2 separate regions of the Mus musculus genome follow, and region 1 is linked to region 2. Evidence: chromatin contacts called from public Hi-C data. All regions are on one chromosome and are shown on one strand. Each heading gives the region's core, a stretch centred on a gene start, on an enhancer-like site or on the middle of the called end of the contact. The rest is flanking DNA. Distances are from core to core; before and after follow the strand shown.

Region 1 (2,700 bases), core at 73-2,572, 180 kb before region 2:
CGAGACAGGGTTTCTCTGTATAGCCCTGGCTGTCCTGGACTCACTTTGTAGACCAGGTTGGCCTCGAACTCAGAAATCCGCCTGCTTCTGCCTCCCAAGTGCTGGGATTAAAGGCGTGCGCCACCACTGCCCGGCTTTTTTTTTCCTACCCACTTTGCCCCATTCTTGTTTCCTGCGATCACATCTTGTTTCCTAACAAACCATTGTCTCATGTCCCTAGCTGTGCTCAATGACATGTTGGGGTGGGATAACATTTTATCATTTCCGGGGCAGATTTACAACCTCTGTGCTAGAGGTCTTTACTCCAAACCTATGATTCTTTTAACATTTTTTTATTGTTTTTATTTTATGTGTAAGAATATTTTGCATGTATGTATGTGCCTCATATGCATACCTGGTGCCCACGGAAACCCAAAGAGGGCAGTGGAAACCCTGGAACTAGAGTTAATGATGATTGCTTCCTGCTCTGTGGGAGCCCAACCCAGGTCCTCTATCAGAACAGCAAGTGTTTTTAACCACTGAGCTCTCCCTCTAGCCCAAAATCCTGTTGATCCTTGAGTTAGAATTTATTACATGATATAATGCACCCTTCCATGTATTTTCATATACTTATATATGTATTTTTTAGTTTACATTTAGTTTGTTTTTTGTTTTTGTTTTTTGAGATAGGGTTTTACAATACAACCCTGACTTGCCTCTAGCTCATAATCTGCTACTGCTGTCTCCTGAGTAGCTAAGATTGCATGCCACTCCCCTCTCTCTCTCCCTCTCCCTCTCCCTCCCTCCCTCTCTCTCTCTCTCTCTCTCTCTCTCTCTCTCTCTCTCTCTCTCTCTCTCTCTCTCTGTGTGTGTGTGTGTGTTCACTTCCAAGCATGCCAAGGTCCATGTGTGGAGAAATAAAGGAATGAGTCAGTTCTTTCCTCCTATCATGTGGTCACTGGATATCAAACTCAGATCATCAACCTTAGCAGCACCTTTGCCCTCTGAGCCATCTCTGGCCTCACATTCTGATATTTCAGCGCTTCCATTTAATAGAAGAGCATTTCCTGGGGGTAGGGGCTGCTTAACTTTATACTCCAGGGCAACTGAAGAGCCCCAAGCCCAGAAACATTAACCTTCACTCTCGTCACAAGGAAGTGACTGGGGATGGATATAGACCAGCTGTTTCCCCGCCCCTGTGGCCCAAACCATGAGAAGTCACAGGGGAAAGAAAAGGGCCATTGTTGTTTTTATCTTGAGCCAAGAAGTTAGAGTTGCTCCTTGCAGAGGGAGGGAACTGCCAGCCCAGGGCTTGGCTTTTCCAAGCAGCGGAGGCTGCTGCTCCGCGTGACTGTGGGCAAAATGTTTTCTGCAGATGTTTATATTTCATTTGTCAGTCTTCCTAGTATTCAGCTTTTCCAAACTTAATATTGTTTCATTGCTCTCTGTCTATTTGGAGCCCAGGGTTTGATACTTATAAGTGTCCTTATATGATGCTATTATTAATTCTCCTAAGTCATGGGCCCTAAAATATCATATATTTACAGAGGATGGCTGCTTGTTTATGCTTTTCCAGTCCTTGTCACTTAAATATATTCCATGGAACCATGGTGAAATCACCGCTTAGATAATTGGTCTTTTTGGTGAGCATTTTTTTTGGCATTCTTTCTGACTTTAATTACTTTTGTTACGCAGAATGTTTGACCCATCTTTCCTTTGTTCTTGTTCTTGGTGGTAGCCTTTATTAAGGAAGCCGTGTTCTATTTCGAGTGTTTTGGTTGTTGGCTACGGCCATGTTAATGTTTTAAAATTATTTTCTTTATAATTATGTGAGTGTGTGTGCGCACTTGTGTATGCATGCGCCAGCTCATTCACGCACGTGCATGCGCACGCATGTGTGTGTGTGTGTCTGTGTGTGTGTCTGTGTGTGTGTCTGTGTCTGTGTATCTGTGTAGGTATGTGCCTGGGCCTGTAGGTGATTCATAATTATGTGTGTGTGTGTGTGTGTGTGTGTGTGTCTGTGTGTGTGTGTCTGTGTGTCTGTGTAGGTATGTGCCTGGGTCTGTAGGTGATTCATAATTATGTGTGTGTGTGTCTGTGTGTCTGTGTAGGTATGTGCCTGGGCCTGTAGGTGATTCATAATTATGTGTGTGTGTGTGTGTCTGTGTGTGTGTGTCTGTGTATCTGTGTAGGTATGTGCCTGGGTCTGTAGGTGATTCATAATTATGTGTGTGTGTGTCTGTGTAGGTATGTGCCTGGGCCTGTAGGTGATTCATAATTATGTGTGTGTGTCTGTGTATCTGTAGGTACGTTCCTGGGCCTATAGATGATTCATAATTGTGTGCGTGTATGTGTATGTGTGTGTGTGTGTGTCTGTGTAGGTATGTGCCTGGGCCTGTAGGTGCTCACAGAGGCCAGAAGAAGGTATTGAATCTATGGAGCTAAAGTCACAGGTGCTTGTGAGTTTCCAATATTGGTGCTGGGAACTGAACTTAGGCCCTTCGCAAGAACAGTATGTGCACTTAACCACTGAGCCATCTCCCCAGCACCTAATTTTTATGAAAGAATTTATCTTATACCTTTGTGCCTGTATGCCAACAACAGTTCATATGTACCATGCATATGCAGGCGCCCACAGGGGTCAGAGGGCAATAAAGTCCCTAGAACGGAGTAAGAGGAGGTTGTGAGTTGCCTGATGTGGGTGCTAGGAAGGGAACCTGG
Region 2 (2,700 bases), core at 5-2,504:
CTTGACTAGTCTTCACTCTGGGGCTTTTCATTTGCTAGAACCTAGCTGCTCTGTGAAGACAAACCCAGAAAGGAAGAAAGTCGGCAGAAGAGGGATGGAGACTGGTGTGTGTGTGTGTGTGTGTTGCTCCATCTTCTAGGCTATGAATCATTTATCTTTTCCCAGATTAAAGAGGTGAGAGAAAAAGGAAGCAGGAGAAGAGTAACGTTCCATGTACTTCTCAGACCAGGTAAGGCACTGCTAATTAGGAAACCAAGCAGGGAGGGGTGTGTGTGTGTGTGTGTGTGTGTGTGTGTGTGTGTGTGTGTGTGCTGTGGTTGGTGGTGAGCAGAGCTATGGCTCAGTGGTTAGTGGCACTCACTACTCTCTCCCAGAGGGCTCAGGTTCAAATCTCAGCACTCACATGGCAGCTCAAAACTGTCTGTGACTCCAAGATCTGACACTCTCACATTCACATACAACAGGCAAAACACCCATGCACGTAAAATAAAGGTAAACACATTTTAAAAAAGAAAGAGAAGAAACCAAAAGACAAGCCTACTTCCTGCTTTTCTCTATGTGGCTCATTTGCAATCGATCCTTAAGTCGCTTATTTGAGAGACATAGATAAAGCTTTCTGTTCCCGATGCTGAATTAAGGGTAGAGGGCTAAAGCCTCGGTAGATAGCAACTCCATCACCGCCCACCTACTGCAGTGGATGCCAGGGTTTCCTTAAGATGATAAGCAAGCCCTTCAGATCAAAACGTCTCTCAGAAACTCAAGTTTTAAATAATGAAAGCAATGACAACACACATTAAATTATACGAGTGACATCATCAGGAACTGAGAAACCGAAAACTCCTCCGTTGTTTTACAACCAAATTTTTGACCCATTTCAAACAGTGTAGCCGAATGCTTATAATATTTACCTCAGGCTTTAAAAAAATTTTTTTTTGCATATTTTAAAAGCCAGCTATTGGGAGAGTGTAACTACAGTCGATGCTTTAAGAAAATATTTTGTTTTATATGACCTCAAGAGTCTAGACATCTTTATCTCTAATAAAGCAATTACGTTCCGCTTGGCTTGTGTTTCATAATAATTACATGCAGAGTTATTAGGGAGCCAGCTCCAAACGGCCCCAGAGGCCAGGGAGAAGGGGGAAGCAACCAAGCAAGCAAGAGGGAAGCTTGGCCAGATAAAGCTCTGCGGGGCTCTCAACTGGAAAGGAGGAACCAAGCAACAGGATGCAGGGCAGAGTCAATCTGGTGCCCCTAGGAGGAAGGGAAATCTGGTTAGCTGTGTGTTTACTCTTGGAGAGGTCAGCCTGTCCCTGTGCTCAACATCTGGTGGGGACACTTGTGATGACGTAGATGAGGGCGTGACTGGTGAGCAACGCGCTTCTCTCCGGATGACCTCAGGCTATGCTTCCCCTTTAACAGAATCCCCCTTTGCCGTGAGCCTCACCCAAGCCCGAGGCTTCCTTCTCCTCACTCAGGAGTTCCTCCCCGGGGTCCCAAAATAGTCACACTGTAGGTGATAGAGTCTTGCTCTAGCCTGTTTGTGGCTTGGGTCCAATGTAAACACACACATACACACACATGCGCACACACACATGTATATATACACACATGCAAAATATACTCATGTAAGTGCACACACAAGTGCACACATACAGATACACATACATGTGCACACACATACACACATTCATACATTCACACAAGCACACGTGCATTTACACACAGGCAGACACACATGTATACATACACACATATAAATATACACTCATGTCAGTGCACACACAGATGTGCACACATCTACACAGACACACATATGTGCACACACACACATCTACACATCCACACACATCTACACATCCACATGTGCACACGCACATACATGCACACATACACATGCATACACACAGATACAAATATATACACACATGCATACACACAGATACTCATACAAACACACACACTCAGACACACACAGACACACACAGACACACACAGACACACAGACACACAGACACAGAGCTTTCTCCAGAGGTTCCCCTCATCCTTTTTTATCAGGTTTCCTAAAGTGCCCTTTGTAAAATAAGGACACCTGACAGTGAAAGTGTAACATGAGAAGATTCACTGAACAATAAAAGATGCTTAATGAAGTATACACAGTGTAAAGACGAAGCAAAGGAAGGAATTCCTATACAAGGGCCAAATATTGAAACTTGACCCTAATAGAAAACGTGTTAAAATACTAAAATGAGCAAAGACTTTGTAAATGGAAAAAGCAGGATGTTTAAAGCCAGAAAGCATCTCATCTACAGATGACAGGGAAGAACGAGAAAGCGGCAGTAGACCAAGCACAGTGGGGCAGGGGAGTAGTATGAACTAAAGGGGAAATGGCAGCCTGCATTTGGTGGTGTATGCTGGCTGGCACCCAGAGCACTCAGGGAGCTAAGGCAGGAGGATTCCAGCGAGTCCTGAGTTCTGAGGACACTCTAGAGTAGAGAGTGTCGTCTTGTCTCAAAACAAACAAGCAAACAAGAAACGATAGCACATTGAACAAGATAATATGTAGAGAACTAAAAGATAGTCTTAATTTTGAAGCAATTTAAGAGTAATGTTTTAGAGGAAAGAGTCAAAGTGTAGAAAGGTGAAGTCAGACTACCAGGAGCCTCCTAGAAGTTGTATGGTGTGTGTGTGTGTGTGTGTGTG

The links. Hi-C and Micro-C count contacts between places; a contact is called where the count stands out from the background.
Region 1: a Hi-C map of uterus shows a contact between it and region 2, with 2.7 times the contacts expected there. The contact joins two enhancer-like sites. A contact is called at or near these places in 3 of 484 Hi-C or Micro-C datasets (nephron progenitors and uterus).

What each region holds. Positions count from the first base shown.
Region 1 is chr13:43,003,718-43,006,417 of GRCm38.p6, reverse strand. The region is part of intron 4 of Phactr1 (phosphatase and actin regulator 1); the gene reads right to left. Among named protein-coding and RNA genes, the nearest start is that of Gm52053, 7.8 kb to the left of the region's middle. Within about 2 kb of position 1,322, at least 38 of the 459 cell types and tissues checked have an H3K27ac peak or open chromatin away from gene starts, as enhancers often do. A contact at or near this core is called in uterus, where this site is marked.
Region 2 is chr13:42,827,740-42,830,439 of GRCm38.p6, reverse strand. All of the region lies in intron 3 of Phactr1 (phosphatase and actin regulator 1), which reads right to left. Among named protein-coding and RNA genes, the nearest start is that of Phactr1, 150 kb to the right of the region's middle. Within about 2 kb of position 1,254, at least 57 of the 459 cell types and tissues checked have an H3K27ac peak or open chromatin away from gene starts, as enhancers often do. A contact at or near this core is called in uterus, where this site is marked.